4 separate regions of the Sus scrofa genome follow, and all the other regions are linked to region 2. Evidence: chromatin contacts called from public HiChIP or PLAC-seq data. All regions are on one chromosome and are shown on one strand. The core of a region is the stretch at or near the end of the contact, and the rest is flanking DNA. Distances in the headings are between cores, read along the strand shown.

What was found. HiChIP or PLAC-seq counts read pairs in DNA pulled down with a chosen protein or histone mark.
Region 1: an H3K27ac HiChIP or PLAC-seq map of alveolar macrophages shows a contact between it and region 2. The contact joins the promoter of AKAP8 here to the promoter of CYP4F55 in region 2. A contact is called at or near these places in 1 of 5 promoter capture datasets (liver), 2 of 47 Hi-C or Micro-C datasets (embryonic fibroblasts and liver) and 1 of 2 datasets of contacts at active chromatin or transcription factors (alveolar macrophages).
Region 3: an H3K27ac HiChIP or PLAC-seq map of skeletal muscle shows a contact between it and region 2, with 5 times the contacts expected there. The contact joins the enhancer-like site here to the promoter of CYP4F55 in region 2. A contact is called at or near these places in 9 of 47 Hi-C or Micro-C datasets (embryonic fibroblasts, fetal skeletal muscle, heart right ventricle and 5 more) and 2 of 2 datasets of contacts at active chromatin or transcription factors (alveolar macrophages and skeletal muscle).
Region 4: an H3K27ac HiChIP or PLAC-seq map of alveolar macrophages shows a contact between it and region 2. The contact joins the promoter of LOC110259619 here to the promoter of CYP4F55 in region 2. A contact is called at or near these places in 1 of 47 Hi-C or Micro-C datasets (embryonic fibroblasts) and 1 of 2 datasets of contacts at active chromatin or transcription factors (alveolar macrophages).

The regions. Positions count from the first base shown.
Region 1 is chr2:62,220,466-62,224,010 of Sscrofa11.1, reverse strand. AKAP8 (A-kinase anchor protein 8) reads right to left here and starts at 1,951. Exons shown (of 14, transcript XM_003123431.4): 1 at 1,677-1,951. The coding sequence starts at 1,749. It overlaps AKAP8L (A-kinase anchor protein 8-like), which reads right to left. Exons shown (of 24, transcript XM_005652898.3): 13 at 2,548-2,643; 14 at 1,677-2,447. The coding sequence ends at 2,145. All of the region lies in intron 1 of LOC110259330 (a long non-coding RNA gene), which reads left to right.
Region 2 is chr2:62,069,142-62,072,365 of Sscrofa11.1, reverse strand. CYP4F55 (cytochrome P450, family 4, subfamily F, polypeptide 55) reads left to right here and starts at 1,414. Exons shown (of 13, transcript NM_001244636.1): 1 at 1,414-1,536; 2 at 1,827-2,025. The coding sequence starts at 1,828.
Region 3 is chr2:62,315,661-62,318,855 of Sscrofa11.1, reverse strand. It overlaps BRD4 (bromodomain containing 4), which reads right to left. Exons shown (of 19, transcript NM_001204772.1): 4 at 2,488-2,777; 5 at 1,455-1,817; 6 at 505-633. Among named protein-coding and RNA genes, the nearest start is that of BRD4, 9.5 kb to the right of the region's middle. Within about 2 kb of position 1,330, at least 8 of the 83 cell types and tissues checked have an H3K27ac peak or open chromatin away from gene starts, as enhancers often do. A contact at or near this core is called in alveolar macrophages and skeletal muscle, where this site is marked.
Region 4 is chr2:62,248,769-62,252,216 of Sscrofa11.1, reverse strand. LOC110259619 (alanine and glycine-rich protein-like) reads right to left here and starts at 1,322. Exons shown (of 1, transcript XM_021085099.1): 1 at 894-1,322. The coding sequence starts at 1,322. The coding sequence ends at 894. It also overlaps a transcript of BRD4 not described here.

The sequences.
Region 1 (3,545 bases), core at 702-3,201, 150 kb before region 2:
CTTAAATGACTTCACCTTTACAAAGCATCTTCTCTAAGACATCCTTTCTCTCCTACTAGGACTAATTAAATCACTAGCTGACTGCCTTCTGTATGCTAACACAGGTCAGGCATTCAGCACACGTTAGCTGGTGCCCCGAATGCTTGCTGTTCAGAGATGAGGGAGCTACAGTTCAGAGGTTAGGGGACTTGATCCAAAGTCACCCTGTGGAAGCTTGCCTTCCGCAAGCTAACCTCCCCATGTCACAGTTTTTCATGTGCAGCAGAAAAGCAGAGTAGTGATTTTAACAGCAAGTAACCAACTGTGGGGCACTGGTCTAAGGGACATATATGCTATTAACATCAACCTCACAACAACCTTTGAGATAGACACTATAAACCCGCTTCTACAGAGGCTCCAGACGATAAGGCACTTGCCCAACAACACTGAGAAGAACAAGGACTTGGACCCAGATGGAGGTCCAAAGAGCAACTGTCAAGCCTCGCCTGAGGCGGGATTACTACTAACTAAAAGATCTGGTGGGAAGGCAGGGAAAAAATGGCGAGATGCAGTAAGACTGCAAAAAAGACTAGAGAACCAGATTGAGTCAACAGAGCACTACCATGCACCTGGGAACTTTTCTGCTTCTGCAATTCCTGCTGCTGGTCTCCTGCTAATACTGCCACCATTCAAGACTAGCGCCTTCCCTGTTGCAGCCAAAATCAGATCGCTTGCTTCTCAAACCTCAAACACCTGGATGGGGTATCGGAGCTTGGTCAAGCCCATTCCTGCATATTTCTACTGCTCCCGGCGGGTAAACGCGGCTTCCAGCATAGAACAAAAGCCTCCCAGGAGGCTGATTCTAGATTGAGAGGTCACCCAAGAAGGTCCTGCCGCAGGCTCTGAAACTCAAGTGGAGAAAGGGCACATTCTCTTTTACAAAACCCCTCTGGCATCTCCAGGCCACCACAAGGCGATGCCCGGAGGAGAACCACTAACGGGTTTCCAAGTTTTGACAAAGAAAACACCCAGCATTTGACTCTCAGTGTCTTGCCTCAGAGCTACACAACCCAGGGAGAACGCAGGCGCCGCACTACTCAAGGCCTCAGCACTGCACCGCTGGCGGTCCGAACCTGTGCCGCTCATACCGCTTCCGGACCGGTGCTCCAGGCCACGTGGGCGGCGCAGAAGACCCAACGAAGCCCCGCAAGTACCCAGGAAGGCCCGAAGGCCGGGAAAGAGACAGCAGTCCCTCCTCCCGCCGCGGCTGCAGACCCCACGCCCCACAAGCTCGCGCCATAGCTCCGCCCTCTGGCGCCGCCATTTTGTGGCGTCTTCCGAAAGAGGCTGCGGCCCTGCGGGCGGCAGGGATCCGCGGGGCCTACAGCCCCGGTGGGGCTGAGAAGCAGAAACGGTCCTAAAGGCTCAAGGCGCCCCCCGAAGCCCGCCGTAGCGTCGGCCAGCCGAACTCCGCCGACGTCCCCAGGTTCCATCGGCCAATCCGCATGCAGCGGCCCGGGAGCGACTGCGCCGAGGTCCAATGAACTGCGTGCGCGCGTCCCGGCCGCCCCTCTGCAGGGCCGGACTGTAGTAACTGGGCTCTGGAGTAGGCCCCAGCCCGTGGCCCTCTGCGCGGCGACGGTGTCGCCTGGGCACCACCTGCCCGTCCCACCCCGCACTAAGTTGCCCACACTAACCTCCGTAGCCCTGTTCCATGTCTTCAGCTCGGCCCGCCAGCAGCTCCTCTTTCCAGACTACCACAGGACGCATGCGCTGAACCCAACTCCCGCTGTCTTCTACTGGTAAGCCAGTTGATACGTCACCCCTTCCGCGCGCAACTACTGGCGGGAATTTACGACGGACCCGCCCTCACCACTCCAGGTGGCCTTCCGGTTGTTCCGGATCGGTGCTCATAGCATCCTGGGAGTTTTGGTCCGGGCCGCTGTGCCTCGCAGCGCGCAAGCGTATCCCTGCTTCTCCTCGCCGCTAGTGCGCAGCTGCAACCCATCCTTCCGAGGCCCACCCACAGATACACACCTCTAAGCAGAGATCCAGTCGCTCGCCCACTAGGACCGCACCACAGACAAAATAAGAAGAGGTGGGAAGGGAAGAACTTTATTAGACTCCGCTTCTAGCCTCTGCCACGCGGGCCCCGCCCGCCCGGGTCATGGAGCGCCCCCTCCGCCCTCCTCCTCGTCGTCAGCCTCTACATCGAGGCCTGGGATGCCTCGGATTTGGCGCTGCAGCGCCCCGCCCAGCAGGGGCAAGGCTTCCTCCTCCTCCTCAGGGGGCGGAGGTGGGGGCGGGGTCGCAGCCCCAGAGACCGGTTCCGGGGGCACCGGGGGCTGAGCCGGCGCGTCCTCTGCGACTCCCGCTGCTTCGACTAGCGCCCCCTCATCCAGGGCACCGCCCTCGGCCTCCTCCTGTTCCTTCTCCTCCTCCGGGCTGTCGGTGAAAGGGTTCTCTCCCTGCGGGGGACGGCGATACTTTAGAAATGGGAGCACCCCAGGGCCCGAATCAGGCACCGGGGCTGGGGACCGGGCCGCGTGACAAAGGCAAGCACCTCACCTTCAGATAGCGTTCCAGCTTCTTGCTGATGAGCTTGTTGTTAAGGATGCTGCGAGCCACCATGAGCGAGGACTTCTTAGACTGCTCCATCATGAGCTGCGGGCAAGGCAGGCAGGGCTGGAGAGGCTGCTCCAGGCATCCAAAACTCGCCCCATTCCCACCAAGCCAGATCGGTAAGGGCACCCCTCTCCACCTACACCTCGGGGCTCAGCACCGCCAATGATTCCAACCAGATTTCGTAGGTCTGTAAATGTACCCTTGGGTACAAGCTTGATTTCCCCTCTACAAGCATGGAACCATGACCTGATTTGATCCTTGCCCAAATGCTCCTCCATCTTTCCATACCATACTTACTTACTGTATGTAACTGTAACTGATTAAAGACATGTCTTTACAGCTGTATGGCAGAAATCTGATTTGCTTACATAAAAATTATAAGCAGTGAACAAATTAAGAAACCTATTGAAGACCAAGTAAATGTGCAACCCCTAACAAGGGGCCACCTGCCTTAATATGAAAGGAACTCTCTAGGATAAACGAGGTATAAAAGCAGGAATATGAACGTCAGTCAGTGTATTTAACTAATATACATACATCTTTTTATTCCATGGGATTCCCAGGATTAAGAATTATACCCCCAAATGGGAAGGTTAAAAAGAGACACTTAATACTCTGCAGGCGAGAGGTTCAACTGTTTATTTTCTGCAAATCAGTTTGATAGAATGTATCAAAAGTAAAAGTTTTTGGAGTTCCCAACCTGGCTCAGTGGTTAACCAACCCGACTAGGATCCATGAGGATGTGGGTTCCATCCCTGGCCTTACTCAGTGGGTTGCTGTCAGCTGTGGCGTATGTGGAAGATGTGCCTTGGATCTGGTGTTGCTGTGGCTGTGGCATAGGCCAGCAGCTGTAGCTCTGATTCAACCCCTAGCCTGGGAACTTCCATATGCCATGAGTGCGGCCCTTAAAAAAGCAAAAAAAAGAACAACAAAAAAAAAAC
Region 2 (3,224 bases), core at 165-2,664:
GGGGGTTAAAGCCCCAAATTCTGCGTTTCCTAGATGCTGCTGGTAATGTCAATGCCGCTGGTCTGAGGACCATATTTTGAGTGGCCATTTCTTAGAGCTCATGACTATAAAAGGCCCTTTCTTCCCTAAATAGTTAATGAGCATGCACTCTGTGCCAGGATTCACTTCTGCTTGTGCTGTCTTGTTAAATTACTTCTCTGTGTGGCTGGAGCGAGTCACTGAACCTTTCTGGACCTGTTTCCTCTTCCTTCCTTTTGCTTCTCTTCACCCCTATCTGGCTACCCCTGTTGCCTCTCACTTACCATAGCCCTGCTCCTGGCCCTTCTCTGAATGGACACCTCAGCAGGTGGATCACTTTGGCCAAGGAGGCAAAGAATCTGGGACAGGGCACACAAACTTGCTGAGGGCTTCAGGACCAGTCCCTCAAAAGCTGGATTATGTGGGCCTGGAAGGAATGGGGTAGTGGTGGCAGGAGAGGAAATTTGGGCATTTTCCAAACATTCTATTAGCTGCAGCAGGAATGTCTGTCCAAATCCTCTCACTTTGCATCTCCATCCTTCAAACTCATCCTCATCTTGGAGCCTGATCTTGGGGAGACCTCATGAGGGCTGAGATTACTTTACAGGGGAGTTTAGGACAGGATCTGGAGGTGACGAAACACATTTACAGCTGATATCCCAATTCCCAGACGGGAAGGCTGAGCCCAAAGGAGGTTGGCACAGCCTATAGTTAGAGTGAGGGCAGGGCAGAACTCCACTCAAGATCTCCCAGCTTTGCCTTCCCCTGTGTGGACCCTGTTCTCTCCTGACCCCTCTCAGCCTTACACCTCAAGCCTCCAGCTGTCCTCTTCTGACTGGGCCCTTGACCCCCTGAATCTGCTGTGGTAATCCCCAGCCAGGCTGGTTTCTCTTTTCCTACTCCCAGCAGTTTTATCCCAACCCAAGGCCTGGGTTGCTTGGAGGCAGGGCTTAAACTCCTGCCAGGCTGCGTGCCCTGGAGGCCAGAAGTTTCTTGCCTCTGGGCTTTCTGATTCTGTGCCAAGAAATGGTGCATGCTGCCCTTCTGGCCCACACGTGGTGAGAGCCACGGAGATGTTTTGGGACATGGTTTGCACCCGAAACACTCATAATTTTACCTGCTGTACCCTGGCCTTGGAAGGGCAGGGGCAGCTGTAAACACAGGGGCACAGAGTCACCTTTGTCCGCCTTCCAGCAAGCTGAGTGGGAGGTGCTGAGTCCCAAGAAGTCAGCATCTGCACCACGTGAATCTGAGCTGGTTCCTCTCTGGAGCCAGCTGCTCCAGGTTTCTAAGTCTTGGGCAGACTCCAGGTGGGAGGAGGCAGCCAGGCAAGCAGGGATTGGCTGACCCACTCAAGGCCTCCCCCCCCACCACCGCCACTCCCGACTGGCCCCATTTGGAAGTCAGGACAGGGAAGAAGACTCTCCAGGATGAGGACAGAAGAAGCTGTGTGGGACTAGTTGCTCCAGACAGAAGGTGCAGCGCTGGCGTTGGTGGGGCTGAAAGTTCTGGCCCAGGGTAGGGAGGGGCACTGCCCAAGGCAACTTTCCACTGATTCCAAGTGGGCATTTCTTCATTATCTTCTCTCTCGCCCTCTCCCTGTCTCTTTCTCTTCCTCTGGATTTTCCTGGGTCTCCTCCCCTCTCTGAGCCTCAGTCTGCTCATCTCTGAGTCCTTCCTTCCCCAGCACTCACCCCCTTGTTCCTCTCCCTGTATTTGTTTGTCTATTTGTCTCTGCCTCAGAGCTCACCCTCACTGTCCCTTTGCTGAGTCTCAGGAGCTCACTCTCCACACCATCTGCCCTACAGGATGCTGCAGCTGAGCCTGTCCTGGCTGGGACTGGGGCCTGTGTCAGCCTCCCCGTGGCTGCTCCTGCAGCTGGTCGGTGCTACCTGGCTCCTGTCCCGAATCCTGTCCTGGATCTATGACTTCTATGACAACTGCTGCCGCCTCCGGTGTTTCCCGCAACCCCCAAAACGGAACTGGTTTTGGGGTCACCAGGACCTGGTGAGTGTGGGCAACAGGATGGGTCTGGGGAATGATGGTGTGTGGACTTCCTGAGGGGTCGGGGATCAGGCTCAGGGAGGTTGGGGTCTGAGGTTGAGCTGGGGTCTAGGGCAGCAGAGAAGTAAGGGAGAGCATTTTCCTCACTTCTCCACTGGGTCGAACCCTCTCCTCTCTGTCCACTCTATGCCCCAATATTTTCATGGTTCATAGTCTTCCTCACCCAAGGCCAGTTTGGGGTTATGTTCCTGCCCGTCTTCCCTACACTGGTGCACATCTGAGGAGCTCTCAGAATGGGCTGGAGAGAGCTGGGTCCTCTAGTGACAGAATGGGCTGCAGAGAGCTGGGTCCCCTAGTGACCCCATGGTGTCCACTGCTGGTCTTGAGGCCTCCTCAGGGCCACTGTCCAGGGTCTGTCCCTGCCTGGCCCATCTCTTTTGGTTTCAGGTCAGTGTCTGCTCCTCTCTGGGCTTCTGCTTCCCAGAGGAATCAGCTATGACTTCCACCCCTCTTATGCCCCTATGGGGGTACAGCAGGAGCTGAGGAGATGTGTGGTCAGTCTCTCCTCCTCCTCCCCTTCCTCTGGCGTCTGTCTCTTCCAAACTTGTCTTCCACCCTCAGGATATATCAGTGGGCCTCTCTGCTCAACTTGGATAAAAGTGGACCCTTCCCTCTTTCAGAAGGAATCACTCGGACCTAATGGCCAAATTTCCTGGGAGGGTGGGAGGGGGCTCCTGGCCCACCTTCCTAGCCTCATCCCCAGAGCCCCTTCCTTTGTGCTGCATTAGCCTACTTTGGCCCTAATCCCAATAAGGACTTTGTCATCACTAGCAAAGGCACAATGTCCAAAACCATTGATTCCAGATTGCATTCTCTGACCACAACTTCCTTTCCTTCTAGCTTCTTTTTTTTTTTCTTCATCTCTCATCCTAGACCTTGCCAGGCTGTCCATTCCCCTGTGCACCCTAGTCCAACAGCTTCTTTTCAATCTCATTTCCTTGGGTACATCAAGTTTAGATTCTCATCCTTTGCACATGGGCTGAAGTCTCTTACCACCTGGGCTTTCCCTCATGGCTCTTTGGAAGACTTTGGCCTTGTGTGAGCTCAAACCCCGACGCCCCCATCCTCTGATCTCTCCTCTATGGTGATGCTAAGGAAGGTCACAAAACAGGACAGAGGGGTGACATGTACATCCCTACCTG
Region 3 (3,195 bases), core at 81-2,580, 250 kb before region 2:
ACACGGAACATCTAGAAGCAGCCATCCTGTAGTTAAAAGGCAACAAAGGCTTTCAAGGCTCTGGTGAAGAAAGCCCACAGTTGAACATTATTTCAGCTCACAACTATGACAGTGTCTACCTGGCAAGAGTGTCCCTCGTCGACTTGAAACAGGTCTGTTTTGGAGAAGAGGTTGGGCCATGTAGCATGTGTACTCTTCTGGCCAAGGGCACCCGAATACAGGTGGGGTTGTGGGGTGGGACTTTCAGTGGGACACCCCAAACCCCTAATGTCCAAGAACAAAACCAATCACCCTGCTTTAATCATAATGAAATAATCCCAATGTAAAATGTACATTTTTCTGACTTTAGTTCACTCTTTCAAAGCAACATGGCATAATACCAAAGAAAGTATAAAATAAAAATAAATAAATAAAATTTCCAAAGCCCACAGAGGCCTGGCCCACCCAGGACCCCAGCCTGCTCTGCTGCAGGATGCCACACCTGGAGCTTCCCCAGAGCCTCACCTGGAGCTTGCGGGCCATGGCCACCACCTCATGGTCAGGAGGGTTGTACTTGTAGCAGTTGGAGAACATCAATCGGACATCGGCACCAAATTCCTGAGCATCGCGGTACTCACGGGCCTCCAGTTTAGACTGGAAAAACAGGACAAGTCCTGGTTAACCATGGCTGCCCCTGCTCCAATGGGGAGGGGCAGCAAGGAGGGCTGCCTGTAGGAAAAAGGTGGCTTCTCAAAAGCTCTGGGTTTAACCCGACCCTAGTAGGAAAAGGTTATCACTGCAGTGCTAGCATGAGGTAGACAAAGAAACACTCAACAGTAAATCTCAGGGCTAGGAATTGTTCTGCTAGTATCCAAACCTACTCACCACGCCTGGCTAAAAGACGAATGGACACAGAATTCACAGAAGCTTAAACCAGAATTGTAAAGGGAGTGCTAGACCCAACTCTGACCTGATGTATACTTGCCTTTGTGACATAGGACAGGACACTGGTCAAAAGGAAGACAGCAATGTTCCCTGCTCTGCCCAAGTTTGAGCAGGTTTATTCAACTCGGAATAGGAGAAAAATGCCAAAAGGCTTAAAATAAACAAAACCGAAGAGGCCTCAAAATACATTACAATGAAAATGCCAGCACTTGCCCCTTCCATGACACAGAACCTGGCAAAGTCACCACTCCCTAAACTCTCCTGGAGCATCTACCACATGAAGGCCTCTATGGGCACTTGGCCTCAAGGCCACAAAGGGTTTGTCTTCAGCAGAGGGGTCAGCACTGCTGTGACTAAAATGGCCAGAGGATCTCAGATATCCCCCACAATCCCCAGCAGGGGGCGCTAGGCTTCTTTGGGCTGGTAAGAAGAGTTTTGTCAGCTACTCCTCTTGGAGAAGCCTCCTCCTAGACAGGCCTTCCTTGTCCCATGGAGCCCATTCCCCACCTCCTGGGGGTACATCCACTCACCTTTATAGTGCTCATGTCCATGGGGTGCTTGATGATGTCACAGTAGTCATGTAGGCCCAGCGCCTCCACGTCCACGGGCTTGTAGAATGGCCAGGCGTAAGCCGCATGCTTCTTGGCAAACATTTCCTTGAGGATGCCACTACAGCACTTAAGCTGCTCTGAGACCTTGCTGCTCTTATCTGGCGCTGGGTGCTGCTGCGAGTCGGGCACATCCTTCTTCGGAGGCTTAACAGGCCGGCTGCTCTCCCGCCGGGGGCCCAGCTTGGTGGTCTTGGGCTCCGGGGGCAGTGAGGGAGGCTCGTGAATGGGGTCGATGGTGGTGGGGGTGGTGGTGTCTGCTTTCCTCTTAACCCCCTTCTTTGTCTGCCGAGAGCACAGGCGTGATAGGCACGGTCAGAAGCGGCAGCCGGCACAGCGGGCCCTCAGGGTCACTCCTGAAGCCAGGTCCTTTCTAGGGTCTCAACACTCACAGGGAACAGGGCCCAAAGGTAATTCCACAGGTGAAGGATTGAAGACAGAGAGACCCTGTCCCACCACTCTGTTCTGCAGCTGGGACAGGACCCTGCCAGTGGCAGGAAAAAGCACACAACTGAGTGTGGGATCTGCTTATTGGAGACCATAGAGTCCTCCTAAAGCAGTTTCCTATAGATCAGGGAACTCTCCTAGAGCCAACCCTTGTCACTCTGGCCACCCATGGGAGGTATATCTCGGAACATGTTTAGACAGCATCTGCAAACATGTGGTCTAAATTAGAAATGGGGGAAGCATAGCAACTCCCTGGGAGGTTTGACTCAATTAGGGGATCTTTCTGTATCAGCAGGGTAGTAGCTTCTGGGCTATGCTCATTTAAACACAGCATGATTCAACCCCCAACCCCGCAACACCCACAAGTGCCCCAAGAACCAGAAGGACAGGTGACTGTTTACTGTAAGTCTCAATGAAATGGAGAGGAAGGAGGAAGGGGTCATTTAGCTGAGGCGGCAGGAGCCAGCCAGTGGCCAGGCTGAGCTAGACACATGCAGAGAATGCTCACCTTCACAGGTTGTGGGGTGGCCGCAATGATGGGTGGGTGGCTCTGCACGGGCTGGGGGGCTGGAGCGGGTGGGGGTGGTGGTTGAGGGGGCACCGGCGGGGGTGTCTGCAGTGGCTGGGGAGGTACCACTGTCATAACAGGGGTCTGGACGATGAGGTCTGGGGTGACGGCAGGGAAGGGGTGAGGAGTGGCCTGCACGGGTGGAGGATTCTGCTGAGGGGTCTGGGTCTGCGGAGGAGTCGATGCTTGTGTTGTGTTTGGTACCGTAGAGATGCCAGGTTTTGCCGACACTAGCAATCATAAAAAGAACAGGTGGTTAGATGCTGTGCCTGCATGCTGGCTGACCTTGTGGGGAGACACTGCCACACGTGGTGAGCACTCATCTGCATGGGCATGGCACACAGTCACTTATTTGCCTAAGAGACAGAACAACGGAATATCCTGGACCTCAGCAAGATCTGTCCACCTGTCCCAGGGGGCTTCCAAGAGCAGTGACATACCGTATTCTACACTTCCTGGGGTGTCCTAGCTCCAAATCCTGACTTGGACAAAGACTCCCCCCTCCCTCGCCCATTAGCATGAAGGCCTGAGTCAAAGGAGCAGGGAACATACAGTGAGAGTCAGCATCAGGACAGTGATAGAGAGCAAGTAAACAAACAAACAAAAAGCTCCTTGGCACTTTCAGGCAGAGCTGCCCTCATTCCCAGA
Region 4 (3,448 bases), core at 73-2,572, 180 kb before region 2:
GCCTCGGGGGTATCTGACTCCGGTAAAGTTGGGCTATTTCCGTTTGGGGGGGGTGTCATTCCGTTTCGCTGAATCACAACTCCCCCCACATCCCCACCCCAAACCATCACAACGCACAAGACTGCAACAAACGAGGCCGTGGCAAGGACACCAGGGAGCACCGACCAAGCAAAACAAAGCGCCCAGTGAGGGGCTGCCAGATCAAGAGTGGATGGGTAAAGCGGGCCAGGCTCGCCCCTCAGAGCACAGCTTCCGCCCCCAAAGGGCCCGTCTCCGGCCAGGTGTGCAGAGGCAGCCTCCTCCCTCCACCTGGGGACCAGCCCGGTTCTCCGCAGAGCTCTGGGGACAGCCCGGAAGGTGAGGAAATGAGGGCGGGGGCGCGCTGCCCCGGCTGAGACAGGAGGACTCAGACTCCAGAGAGAGCGCGGGCCGGCCCCACATGAGCGCAGAGGCCGCCCCGGGAACCGCGACTGGGGACAGCGGTGGCTGCGACCATCACGCCAGGCCCGGACTTACCGGGGCCAGGCTCGCCGCGGGCTCCGCGGCGGCCGCTTCCTCCTCCTCCTCCTCCTCACTTGACAAAATGGCGGCGACAGGAAGTGCCGGGCGCCTCGGCCCGCCCCCCGCCCGCCCCCGGCCGCCCGCCCCGCCGCGGAGCTCGCGCCCCCCACCCGCGCCCCTGCCCTGTCGACCGGCGAGAGCCAGGGGGCGGCGGCGCCAACGGCGAGGCGCCCGCGAGCCAACAAGCCGCCCCGACGCCAACGGCGCAGGCGGCCCTGGCCCGGCGAGAGCGGCGCGGGGACGCGGGAGGCCCGCAGGCCCAAGCCCGCGTCGCCCCGGCCTCCCCGCCCCCGCGCCGCGCCGATGGCGTATGTACTGGCGCACCGGCCCCATTACGCAATGCAGGTTACGCGGGCTGCGCCGCAGACCCCGCCAGCTGCCCCTCGCCGCCTGACGCCCCGAAGGGCACCAGTCCTCACCTGAGACACTAGGCCGCACGCCGCCCCCACCGGCCGTCCGCCGCCGCTGCCGCCCCCTCCTCTTCGGACTGACTGCGCGGGGCCAGGGCCCTTCCGTCGAGCCCGCCGCTCCGCTGTGTTCACAGGCCCCGCTCGCCCGCGGGCACTGCCGGCAGCCGCCGCCGCCGCCGCCGCCGCAGCCACCGCTTCGGTTCGTCGGCTTCGGGAGAGCAGAACAAACAGCCCTGCTGCCGCCGCCGCCGCCGCCGCCGCCGCCGCCGCCGCCAGCGCACTGACGTCACCGCGCACGCTGCGCGCGCGACCACGCGCTGCCGCCGCCCGGCGTGCGCGCCCCAAGACCATGCCCGGCGCGAGCTATCTTAAGCTAACAGAGAGCCGGGAGGTGAGTGGGGGAAACCCGTGCTTGCGGCCGACACGGAGGTGGGAATCCCCATGGACCAAGGGTGGAGGCTGAGGAGAAATCATGCAGACCCGAGGGAGGAGACTCCTTAATCGGAGGGAAGAAATCCCGCACACCGAAGGAGACATCTCAGACCGAGGGAAGGGACTCCACAGACCGAGTGAGGACCCCGAAGATTGAGAGGGAGAGCACCCCGAAGACCGAGGGAGGGGACCCCGAAGATCGAGGGACAGGACTGAGGCGAGACTGAAAGTTGGGCCTGAGGAAAGAGACCTGAAGGCAGAGGGAAACGTCCAAAAATTTATGAAGGGTCTGATTATAGACGCTCAAAGAAAGGGAGGACGGCGAATAGACAGAAACCGGTGGCAGAGGCGGAGGCAAGACACCTGTCTGAAGGAGGCTGCGCTGGTGCGGAGGCTGAAGGGTGTTGAAGGAAGCTGGAGGGGGGTGGTGCTGGAACGTTGAGAGAGCTGCGATGGGCCCTGGGGTGAAAGAAATGAAATGAGAGGAGGCTGTGAGCAAGACTGATGCGGCATCTTTCTTGGCCGGCTGGCGAGCCACTGAGCTCTAAAGGCTAGAATGTGTTTGCATTCTGGGCCTAGAGTCCTCTCCCTCTAGTTGTCCTCCAGCTGACTTCCTTATCCTTAAGACTCAAGCCACAAGTCAGTTCCAGAAAACAAAGAGATTAGACTTAGGTTGCTTACAGTTCAAAATGACAATCCTGTTAAAGTTTTCAAATGGGAAGCCATAACCTCCTTTCCCCTTTTGCCCTTATCTTCACTCTTTTAGCATTTCAAGCCTCGTTTTTTAAAAATAGCAAACTCGGAGTTCTTGTTGTGGCTCAGGGGTAAGGAAGCTGACTAGTATCCATGAGGATGCTGATTCCATCCCTGGCCCCACTCAGTGGGTTAAGGATCCAGTTGTTGCCATGAGCTGTGGAGTAGGTTGAGGATGTGGCTCAGATATGGTATTGCTGTGGCTGTGGTGTAGGCAGGCAGCTGCAGCTCACATTCGACTCCTAGCCTGGGAACCTCCATATGTAGCAGGTGCAGTCCTAAAAAAAAAGACAAAAAAATACAAATAGTAAATTTGAGGAGTTCCCTTGTGGCACAGCAGGTTAAGGATCCGGCATTGTCACTACTGTGGCTCCAATCTCTGCTGTGGCAAGGGTTCAGTCCCTGGCCGGAGAACGTCCACATGCTGCAAGTGCAGCCAGAAAAAAAAAAAAAAAAAAGCAAGCTCAGTTCTTCTATAAAATCTAGGAACTTTTTAAAAACTCCTAATGGGCCCTTCTTTCAAAACACATTCATGTGCTAGGATAGCAGTCAGATAGTTTTGTCTCTGTTATGGAGTTTGGTCACTTTTCACTAAGGGCAATCATAAATTATTGATAGGTCTTAGGCAAAGTAAAGACTTATTTTTACCCTTTACTTTAACAACACATGAAGTGACAAATTATTAAGTGCCAGAAATAAAGGAGGTAACTGTAACTGGTTCATTAGTAAGCTTCCTTCTACTTCTGTATTACAGAACATTAAAATTTGTGACTATCTTTGGCTCCTAATTTTGCATACTTGGCAATTTATGGAAGATGATTGGAAATGGAAAAAGAATAGGAAGATACACAGGGCTTTGTAAATATGGAATAACAATCCCTCCCCCTTTTTTCAACTGACCCCATAAGAAGTTCCCAGGCCAGGGATCAAACCCATGCCACAGCAGCCACTGCAGTGACAACACTGGATCCTTGGATCCCTAACCCTCTGTGCCACAAGGGAACTCCTAACAATCTATCTTTCTTAGAAACCAGAATGTTTTCCATTTTTAAGCTGACTTTCCGTATAGTTGTCTTGTTGCCTTATCTATTTAACTTGCTGACAGTAAATGTTTTTGGAAGTGTTTGGTGCTACCAGTTTACAAGTCACATAAAAGCTTTTGTTATGGAGTCCTGTCGTGGTACAGTGGAGACGAATCTGACAAGGAACCATGAGGTTGCAGGTTCGATCACTGGCCTTGCTCAGTGGGTTAAGGATCTGGCAGTGCATGAGCTGTGGTGAAGATCACAGAC